Regions from separate parts of the Ovis aries genome. Here regions 1 and 2 are each linked to region 3. The links are chromatin contacts, called in public Hi-C maps. All regions are on one chromosome and are shown on one strand. Each heading gives the region's core, a stretch centred on a gene start, on an enhancer-like site or on the middle of the called end of the contact. The rest is flanking DNA. Distances are from core to core; before and after follow the strand shown. Region 1 holds the start of HMGN3 (high mobility group nucleosomal binding domain 3). Region 2 holds the start of IRAK1BP1 (interleukin 1 receptor associated kinase 1 binding protein 1). Region 3 holds the start of PHIP (pleckstrin homology domain interacting protein).

The links. A called contact is a pair of places that touch in the nucleus more often than the background predicts.
Region 1: a contact with region 3 is called in a Hi-C map of hypothalamus, with 3 times the contacts expected there. The contact joins the promoter of HMGN3 here to the promoter of PHIP in region 3. A contact is called at or near these places in 4 of 16 Hi-C or Micro-C datasets (blood, hypothalamus, muscle and 1 more).
Region 2: a Hi-C map of tail adipose tissue shows a contact between it and region 3, with 2.0 times the contacts expected there. The contact joins the promoter of IRAK1BP1 here to the promoter of PHIP in region 3. A contact is called at or near these places in 4 of 16 Hi-C or Micro-C datasets (hypothalamus, skin fibroblasts and tail adipose tissue).

Annotation. Positions count from the first base shown.
Region 1 is chr8:6,112,103-6,115,462 of ARS-UI_Ramb_v3.0, reverse strand. HMGN3 (high mobility group nucleosomal binding domain 3) reads left to right here and starts at 1,263. Exons shown (of 7, transcript XM_042253160.1): 1 at 1,263-1,395. The coding sequence starts at 1,381. It overlaps LOC121820140 (a long non-coding RNA gene), which reads right to left and starts at 2,093. Exons shown (of 3, transcript XR_006060562.2): 1 at 1,975-2,093; 2 at 911-1,649.
Region 2 is chr8:5,752,493-5,755,983 of ARS-UI_Ramb_v3.0, reverse strand. IRAK1BP1 (interleukin 1 receptor associated kinase 1 binding protein 1) reads right to left here and starts at 1,863. Exons shown (of 4, transcript XM_004011114.6): 1 at 1,522-1,863. The coding sequence starts at 1,836.
Region 3 is chr8:5,935,063-5,938,332 of ARS-UI_Ramb_v3.0, reverse strand. PHIP (pleckstrin homology domain interacting protein) reads left to right here and starts at 1,743. Exons shown (of 40, transcript XM_060419190.1): 1 at 1,743-1,980; 2 at 2,115-2,173; 3 at 2,308-2,337; 4 at 2,531-2,590. The coding sequence starts at 1,941.

The DNA.
Region 1 (3,360 bases), core at 14-2,513, 180 kb before region 3:
ATTTACATTTCATTTACAGTTAATTTACTAAAATATTATTCAAGATTTCATGTCTGTGTTTATGAAGGAAAGTGATCTCTAGTTCTACTTTTGAGGTTTTATCACTGGTTATGGTATCAGGTATCAGAGTAAGAATGATTTCATAAAATAAATCCAGAGTGTTTATTTTATATTAAAATACTTTATATTTTATTTTATATATTTTATATTTATATTTAATCCAGGCATCCAATGCCTATTGAATGCCTTGCAGAACTTTGAGAAACATTAAATTGTGCATATTTGAATTGTCATTTAAATATGTTCCAAAAAATAAAATAATCCTATCTGACCTTGTTCAGTCTTTTCTAATTTCCATAGTGCTGCTGCTGCTGCTGCTAAGTCGCTTCAGTCGTGTCCGACTCTGTGCGACCCCACAGACGGCAGCCCACCAGGCTCCCCCGTCCCTGGGATTCTCCAGGCAAGAACACTGGAGTGGGTTGCCATTTCCTTCTTCAATGCATGAAAGTGAAAAGTGAAAGTGAAGTCCTCAGTCCTGTCCGACTCCTAGCGACCCCATGGACTGTAGCCTACCAGGCTCCTCCGTCTATGGGATTTTCCAGGCAAGAGTACTGAGTGGGGTGCCATTGCCTTCTCCGAACTTCCATAGTAAACACACCCTATTCACCTTCAAGCCTAGTTTGCTGGTGACTGAATTAGTAAAAGATATGAAATCAGATTTTAGGAAATTATTCCTTAGCAGGTTTAGAGTTTACTGTCCCTAGAAATCTAGAAGGGGAAACTGAGACCCTTAGAGACTGCCAGACTGTCTCAGAACAGAGTACCTTCCCACTTTCAAAGCTCTGCACCACATAGCACTCATTACAAGCTTTTACAGGAAACATAAAATGCTTGCTGCGTATACATTTACCTTATAAAGTTAATGTGTCCATCCTTACTCTTTTTCCTTCTTATGAAGGCCCACACGTCCTACTGATAACTATCCAAATACGGAGCAACAAAACAATGAAACTCCAGGATCCCGTGGCTTGCGGGGGTTACTAGTTGAACTGGGCATGCTCAGTCGCCAGGCAGATTTTTCGGTGAAGTGGAAACTACAACAGCGCGTACCGTGCGCGCGGAGGTGGGCGTGCCCTCGTGGAATTTAGAACGTTGCCGCAGCCAATGGGGCCTCGCGGCCGGCTGCCGGGGCTCCTCATTGGAGGAGCGGGGAGACCAGCGAGTAGAGGGCCCCTGGAGGGAGCCGCCGAGGTTGAGGTCCCGGAGGCCGGGCTACGCCAAGACCTGCGCGTGAGCAGCTGCGGCGGCGGCAGCATCCAGCGGCGGTGCCAGTAGTTCCAGCCCGTTGCTTTACTTTTAAGCTGCACGAATACAGTCATTATGCCGAAGAGAAAGGTAAGTCTTACCCGAAAAGATTTCAAAGGCCTTCAGACTGTGAGAAGAGCAAATCTTGCCATTGCTATGGATGGCGCGGAATGCACTCGGTAGTAACTCGGGGGCGGCGATTCTCTTTGCTCCTTCAGGCTTGTTTTCAGGTGCCTGTTGCAAATCTTGCTCCCTCCCTCTGTCTTCATCGATCTCTGGATGTTACTTTCTTTACGGCGACGCGACTTCCCTTCTTTTCGAACTCATTCTAGCCGGAATGGTTTCTACCTCGAACAAGAAGCAAAAGCGCTTTGCACACCCCCCCCGCCCCCCCGCTTCCAGAAGGGGAGTTTTCTCTTTCCAAAACTGCCAGGTTGAGGTTAGTGTGCAGGAAAAAGCAGCGAGACCGGGGGCGGGGCGGGGGTGGGGGGGGGGAGGGCAGAGGGGAAGGGAGGGGTAACAAGTAACACGCAGAGGGAGATCGAAAATGAATCCAGTAAGTCGGGCAGATGTCGGGGTTATTCCCTTGTGGGCCGTGCCCACGCCGGTGCGCCGCGAAGGCGCTCAGGCCACGGGAGAGGGAAAGCCATGTTTTAACTGAGCGCTCACCCCGCTGCCGCCCCCGCTGCAGACCCGTATGTGCCCATTCCAGTGTCGGGCAGGGCAGGGCGGCTGGACCTGCGTGCAGTTGGCGGCGGGGACTCGCGGAGTTGGCCCTGCGCAGGAATGGGACGCCTCCGGGGGCGCGCGCAACTGTGTTTGCAAAGGGCAGGGGTCACCGGGTCCGATTCGGCGACCCGAACTCACACTCGGTCCGGGAAGGCGGGCTTCGCGTGCTCTCGCGCCCCTGGGTGCGGAGGGGGGACCTGGGGTCCCTCCTGGAGGACTATTATGTGTCCCCTTCCGCGCAGGCCCCGGACACCCAAGTGACTCGCACCAGGGACGCACGTTTCCCTCGGAGTCCGGCTGCGACTTATCATTGTCCCAGGGAAGGAGGGGAAGGCTTTTTTCCACCCCGAGGAGAAACTGCAGTGTGGCGGCTGTCGCTGAGAAAATACTTTGCACCCTCCCACCGCCTGGCCTCGCGTGTCCAACAGTATTAAGCAGTGAGGGTATTAAATTGGAAGCAAAAGGGCAAAGAGTATGTTGCTATATCAGTTAAAGATGGTGGAATGATGTGTGTTTGTAAGTGATCTCATTGTTTTCAAAATCTTGCAGCTTTAAAAATACAGAGGCTTTTGCCTTTTTATCTGTCCTTATTTAGAAGTTGATGGAAACTTGTCTCCATTTGGAAAAAGAAATATTATAATTAAAAGTTTTTTAAAAAGAGTTTATTGTGCACATACTATATGCCTCATACTGTGGGCGGAGTTTGATTTAACGTCGCATTTAAACCTCAGAACCCCTTGAGAGATGGTGGTATTGCGATTGAACTGGGGCTATAAGACAGGAATTACCTAAGAATCTCAGATACCAATAACTAGTACCAAAGGTTTAATTAGATGCTGTAGGTAAAGGCTTTCTTTCAGACATTGTTTACTCGTTCTCTTTATTTACTCATTCATGGGTAGTGAAGAGGAATTTGAAATGCAAAGAAACGCCCAGCCTGAGAAGATGAATGGCATATTAAGAGTACTAATATTTCAGATTTATTAGTTAAACGTAATTATTATGAAAGTACGGTTTTTCCAGTACTACAATGAGGATGTTAGAATGATGCCACCATTTTCGGCATTTTAACTTTGGTTTAATGATGAGGTTGGGAATTCTAGTAGAGTCACCAAGAACTGGGTTCCAGAGTGAGTTGATATCATCTCCATTCTGGGAATTATTAACAAATGTAGACAAATAGTTAGATGGTACAAAGTCTTTATTATAAGAGATCCTGATGTGCTGGAATCCTGTTGTCCAGGAGTCAGAGTTGGTGAAACCATTACTCTTACTTTTTCTCACTACCCTCCTCTCTCAAGGGAACAGAAGGGAAGAACAGAAGAG
Region 2 (3,491 bases), core at 614-3,113, 180 kb after region 3:
GACCTTTGCATGTCTTGAACATTAAGTCTTTAATGTAATCACTTTAAGTTGGATGTAGTGATTGATCCTGTTTTACATATTTGAAGTTGCAGCCATGTGAGCTCCATATACATTTTAAGCAAAAACTTAAGAATTAGTTATATTATTCAAATACGTCTGCAACACTGGCAGCAGTTTTGGGGAGAAAATATATTTCTATATATTAAATTCATTTTATTCACATAATTTATAATTAGCAGCAGATCCTTCTAAACTGTAAATCATTTAGAGGCATCTTTCCAATATGACTTTTAAAATAAATCTATGCTTATAAATGCAATCTATGTTTATAAGTACAAATAAAACTTCTCCTTAAAATAAAGACTTGCTTTTTCAGGGTGTGTCATTTCTAACAAGAGCATTTTTAAGAACTCAGTGTTGGGGGGACACAAATCACGGCTCTGGCCTTCAGGCTACTCTGTAATATGAGGGATCTGAGACAGCCTATGAAGTCTGTGCTTTCTTATTCTCTTTCATTCTAATTATCTGGAGCCTAGGCTAGTTGAAAGAAACCTAGATTTTGGTTTTGAGAATACAGGAGTTCAAATATAACCCTGAGTGTTATTTAACCTCCTTAAATCTGGAAAGTGGGGATATTAAAACCTGCTTAACAGGGGTATTGCACGAATTAAATAAGACTCATTCATTTTTTTTTTTAAAGTGGGCTTAGGGCAAGATTTATTTAGGGATTTGTTTCAGGAACATCTCTGGTAAGAAGAGGTATTTCATATATGTGGCATGTACAATACAATGGCTTAATTTTCTTTTTTAAGCTAAAACTAAACAATTCGGAGAAAATTTTGAGTCTTTATAAAACGAAAATGGGTACAATATTCCCCCTATCTCGCCCCAGCCTCACATTACTTTTTGCGAAAAATACCAAAGACTCACTTTCATGTAAAGCTTTCCCCGGCTGGGAGGAGGGGTGCAGAATAAAAACAAAAAAATGAGACCATGTCTAGCACATTACTTATGCAAGCATTTACATCTTATTGTTTCAAGCTTAACAGTTCGTCATTTCAAGGTTAAAAACAAAATACTGCAACAAGTGATACCAAATAAAACCCCACTCAATTTTAATTCTTTTGTTTTACAAGTCACTGCGGGTGATAATTACTTTCCCCTAGAAGGATAGGCTGGGAAAGATTGAAGGCGAGGGGAGAAGGGGACGACAGAGGATGAGATGGCTGGATGGCATCACCGACTCGATGGACACGAGTTTGAGGAAACTCCGGGAGTTGGTGATGGACAGGGAGGCCTGGCGTGCCGCAGTTCATGGGGTCGCTGAGTCGGACACGACCGAGCGACTGAACTGAACTGAGCAGGATGGACCAGAGATACACACTCAGCCAGGTCCTCGCGGCCCCTCACGCCGCCGATGACACAAAGGTGTCCTAGACGCTCAAAACCCTCCCCGCCCCTACCCTCCGCCGCCGCCTTTCCGCGGTCGGGCGGGAAGCTCCTGGCCGGCGGAGCTCTCACCTGCACGCCCTGCTGCCGGAGGCTCTGCGTGATGTAGTCCAGGCGGCGGCAAACGCTCTTCTTGGCCTCGGCCGCCGCCTCCTTGGTGCTGCTCACCCGCACGACCACCTGCGCCCGGTCCGGGCTCGCAGACACCTCCGCGGTGCCGCTGACATGCACCTCGCGGGAGGGGGTTTGGGCCGGCGCTGAGGAGAGAGGGCGGCGGAGGCCGGGCAGCGTCTCTCCACCCGAGAGCAGATAGTTCTCCCGGCCTCGGTCAGCCCAGGGAAGCAGTTCCACGAACACCCGCGACTGAGGGGTCTGTTGCAACGACATAGCGATGGCAGCTTGGTTGTCCGTAGCAACTCAGAGCCGACGGCGGCCGAAGGGGTCCAAGGCCTCAAGGCTGGCGCGGCGCGGCGCAAAGGATATCGGGATGGGCTTGGCGGTCCGGGAGCCGCTGTGGAGGACGGGAGCTACGCTGTGCGGAGGCTTTTGCCGCGTCTCCTTTACGAGTTGTTGGCTGAGCGCGGCGCTGTGGTTTTTAACTTGCTTACCTGGTGGCCTTGGAAAACCTGAGGGAGGTTTCTATGCGACCACCCTCTCAGTGAGCTCCCCTTTCTACGCCGTCCGTCTGCCTCGGCCGGCGACGCGCCGTGCATCCCTCGGAAGTTTCCTCAGAGGCCGGAACGGCTCTTTTTATTCTTAATCTGCCGTGGGTCTCCGATTGTCCCAATTTTGTCTTTACTTTTGTCTAACTTTACTATTCCACTTGCGCAGTGGACCCCACGGCACCGTAGAGCGCCAGAAATTTGTGTTGGCTTGAACTTTACCAGTTTGATCATAGAAGTTTATGATTCCTAGAATCTCAGTTTCATCGCCTCTAAAGCCGTGTTGATAATACGTTCCACGTTTGCAATGTGATCATAAAGTAATTGCCATATGGAAAGCAGAAAATAATGGATAATGATAATAGCTAAAGCTTTGCCATGCTTTTCAAATCTCTTGAATTTTCTCTAAAATTCCTGGAATGGTTCTGGCCTTGAATAAGGACAAGACAAACTCTAGTGGTATCAAAGCACATTCAACAGCGACATGGCAAAACCTTACACTACTTAGTTCTTATCTTTACCCTTTGCTTGAAAAATATCACAATCTTTAACCTAGTGACCCGCATTAAGTAGATTTTCTTCCTACCAATAATAATGATGTATAAAAATAGCCCTGTCCCAGAGGAAAAATATTTTTTTTTGATAATTTTTTTTTAAAGACAACTATTCTCTTGAAAGGAGCCTGAAAAAGCCAACCGACAATCCTCAGGTAGTTTCTTCTCTATCATTATTCTTTTATTTTTGATGAGTAAGATGATTCAACTAAATCAGACAGTACCCGCAGCCCCTTCATTGGTTCATGGATAGTTTTGTATATATTTATTTTGATGTATATTGTTAGATAAAAGCAATTATATGTTAGTATTTTAATTTTAAAAACCTTTCTACTATGTTTTTAAATAATTTATCACCAAAAATAATGTTTCTTGAATCTTGTGGAGAATTCTTTTTGTTTAATGATAAATGTGGAAAAATATAATCTTCAAGGCGAACCATTGAATGAATGAACATCATAGGTAAAAAGCAATAGGAGTTTTAAGTGCATATAAATATTTAGGGTATGATAAAAGTAAGTTTCAAATACCTGGGAAAATGGTACAGGGATAATTGGTTGGCTATGTGAAAAAAGTATTGATCTGTATCTTAACATGCACTAAAAATAAAATCCAGATGAGGCAAAAAATAAAAAGAGAAGAGAGAGTGGGTAAATATAAATATAGGAATGAGAAGGACTTTCTAGGCATGATTTCAAATGCAGCAACCATAAGGAAAGGCCTGACAAATTTGATTACACTAAAAGAATGTCAGTATGTGAAACAAAACAAAAAGGTGAGGGGCAAATAAATTGGGAAAAAATGTTTGTATAAAAAGCTAATAGTC
Region 3 (3,270 bases), core at 494-2,993:
CAGCAAGTATTTCCCACTAGGAATGTAAGGAGCTTGGAGGGTACAAGGGTTGAGGAAGCAATCTAGAAAACCACAATGCAGCTGGTGGGTCATTTCCCCACAAATAACCTTTTTAGACCGGGTCCATAAAATGCAGTTTATTATCTAATTTTTTTTAGGGAGCCTCTTTTGTTAAATGTTAACAAAAGAACCACTATGCTAATTCCCTTTAAAATGCAATCCTTAAAAACAAAAATCAACTCTCAAGTCTTTTAAAAAAGTGCTTAAATCATCTGGAGATAAATATCACTTGGTGTCCTTGTTGCCTAACAAATGGCTTTTTCCATTGTTTCTATTAATTTCACCCATATTCGTTTTTTAAAAAACAAGGCCCTTATCCTCATCAGCAAAGGACAGACGTATGATTTAGCATATAAACCCGGTAATTACATACTAATTTACGAAAGATTAATTTTCTTTCTCTTTTCATCAGTTTTCAAGAAGTCTTCCCCTTGAAACTGTAAACAGGAATGGTTTACACCTCAAATTAGAAGCCATTAATTAGCGTGACGAAGTCAACTGCAAGATACACAGATAATTTAAATTATTTAATCACCAATCACCTCGACTAAAGTGTTCTATACTCTCTCATTATCCTTCGGTTAGGTTATCGATCTGTCACTACGTTACCTCCAGACCAGTTAGAGATAAATATTAGCGTTCTTGCCTTTCTCTCAGGTTTGCATTACTCCTTCTTGTAAACACTTAAAAAAGCTTTAAGGTTCTTCAATCCCAAATCCCTAATTAGCCATTACCAGCCTTTTTGTAAGAGGAAAAAGAGTCTCTGAAGTACAGATCAGGAGTTCGCTGTGCCCAGATAACAAAAAAAAAATTTTTTTTTTTTAAAAACGTACGCTTAAGGCAATGGCAGTAATAAAAGATATGCAGAGGTGGCTACAGCAAATAACGGGCTCGCAAACGCAAGCGCTTCTAACAAAAAGCGCCTGAAACCTCTATGGCAATATACAGCACTCCAATAAATTACACAACACTTTGCATAGGCTGCAGAAATAACGCAGGACAAGACTTACACAGATGCCCATCCGCAGCATTTATACACATGCACATGGCAAAGAGACAGAAACCAAACACTATCATTCAACTCGGGCAGGGTAGCGCGATCCCGAGTTTGCCCAGCGTGAGAGTGCTCTCTGCGTGTAGTGTCTGTGCGCGCGCGTGAGAGCGAGACCCGTCCTCGGGGCATTTCCCCTCTTTGGGCAGTTTTGCTTCATTTGTTTCCTATTTCTGCTACAGAGAAACTAACTTCCATCTCAGCCCCAGCCAGCGGCCGCTGAATAGAGCCTGTGCTGCGGCTCCGTGTGCGTCAGATTCCTCCGCGGAGCCGTGCCCGGCCCCCCTTGCTCGCTCGCTCGCTCCCTCCCTCCCGCGATCGGCCTCCACAGAGAAAGCGCCTTCCAGCCAACCGGCGGCTCCGGCTCCGACATCTTCGACTGGAAATAAATAAATAAATCGCACCTTCGGCCCCGGGAGCCGCGGGCTGGGGTCTCGCCGCGCCGGGTTGCGGGGGGCGCCGGGGCCGCGGGCAGGCGGGGGGCGGGGGGTCGGAGGCACTCCTTTTTCCCCCCCCTCTGGGCCGGGGGGTGGTGGGGGCGCGGGCTGCGGGCCGGCCGAGCCCGGGGCCGCGAAGGGCTGCGGACTCCTTTCTGCGGCGGAGGGATCCGCGGCGGAGGAGGCGGGCGGGCGGGCGGCTGGAGCCGCTTGCCTGAGAGTTGTTGTTTCCTCCTCCTCCTCCTCCGCCTCCGCCGCCGTCGCTTGAATGGTGGAGCCGAGGTTCGGGCTCGTGAACACACACTGACAGCTATAGGGCAGGCGGCGGCCCCGTCCCCGCTTCCCCTCGGCGGCGGGGCGTCCCGCCGGCGGCCCCGAAGTGACCCATAAACATGTCTCGTGAGAGGAAAGGCCTCTCGGAGCTGCGATCGGGTAAGTCGGGGGGCTCGCCGGGGCCGCCGGCGGCGGGGGGCGATCCCGCCCGCGGCCCCCCGCCCCCCGCCGCCGCCGCCCGGCCGCTCAGCCTGTGTGTGTCTCCCCCCCGTGTCCCTCTCTCTCCCGCGCAGAGCTCTACTTCCTCATCGCCCGGTTCCTGGAAGATGGACCCTGTCAGCAGGCGGCTCAGGTAGACGGCGGCGCGCGGCGCGGGCCGGGCCGGCGCTCGGCGCTCGCGGCGTGGGGGAGGGCGGCGGCGGCGGGAGCGGCGGGGCCGCGGCCCGGGGCGCGGGGGGCTCAGCTCTCCCCGCTTTGTTGTTGCAGGTGCTGATCCGCGAGGTGGCCGAGAAGGAGGTAAGGGCGGCGGCGGCGTGGCGCCGCGCGACCGCCCTTGGGCCGCCGCCGCCGGGGCGCCCGGGGCGCGCGGGGCTCGGGGGTGGGGGGGCTCGCCGGCGGGGGCGCGGGGCGGGCGGGGGAGGGGCGCGGGCGGGCCGGGGCGCGGGGGGCCGGGCTCACGGGGCGTCCTTTCCCCCCCCGCACCCCACAGCTGCTGCCCCGGCGCACCGACTGGACCGGCAAGGAGCATCCCAGGACCTACCAGAATCTGGTGAGACATTCACGTCGCGGAGCAAAGAAACTTTTCCCCGAGTCGAATAAAAATTGAATTTCCCGCAATTTTTTTTTTTTTTTAACCGAGACAAAAACTTGGCCCCAGAACCCGAAAGCTCCCGAGGCCCCCGGGGAGGGTTGGGGAGGGGCGGCGCGGGGGACTTGCAGGGGGCTAGTGGGGCGGGGGGGACCCGCACCCCGGGGCCGCAGGGGCTGCCGACGATTTATTTGCGATATTTTGTTAACGTGCTAGAAATAAAGATACGTCATGAGTGTTGTGCAGTGCAAGGCCGGAGGAGGAGGGGCCGGCGCGCGCGTCCGTGCGGCCGCGGGGGCGCGCGCGAGGCGGCGGCGGCGGCGGGAGCGGGAGCGGGAGCGGGAGCGGCGCGAGGGAGGCGGGCGCGCTCGCTCTGCACGCGCGCTCGGCATTGCTTTCTCCTGCCGCACACAATAGCTGGTGACTAACTGCTCCGAAGTGGCATTAGCATTTCACAAGCGGGCTATTCAGCCGCGGCGGAACCGCAGCAAGACGTGTGTGCCTCTTTTTCTCTTTTAAATCTCTCGTTTTTTTGGAGGGGGACTCTCTTCCCTTCAGACTTAGGTTTTTTTTTTTTTTTTTTTTGATCGGAAGGGTTCGGATGTGTGATGATCGTGGGCCATCGGCACCTCTTGGATCTA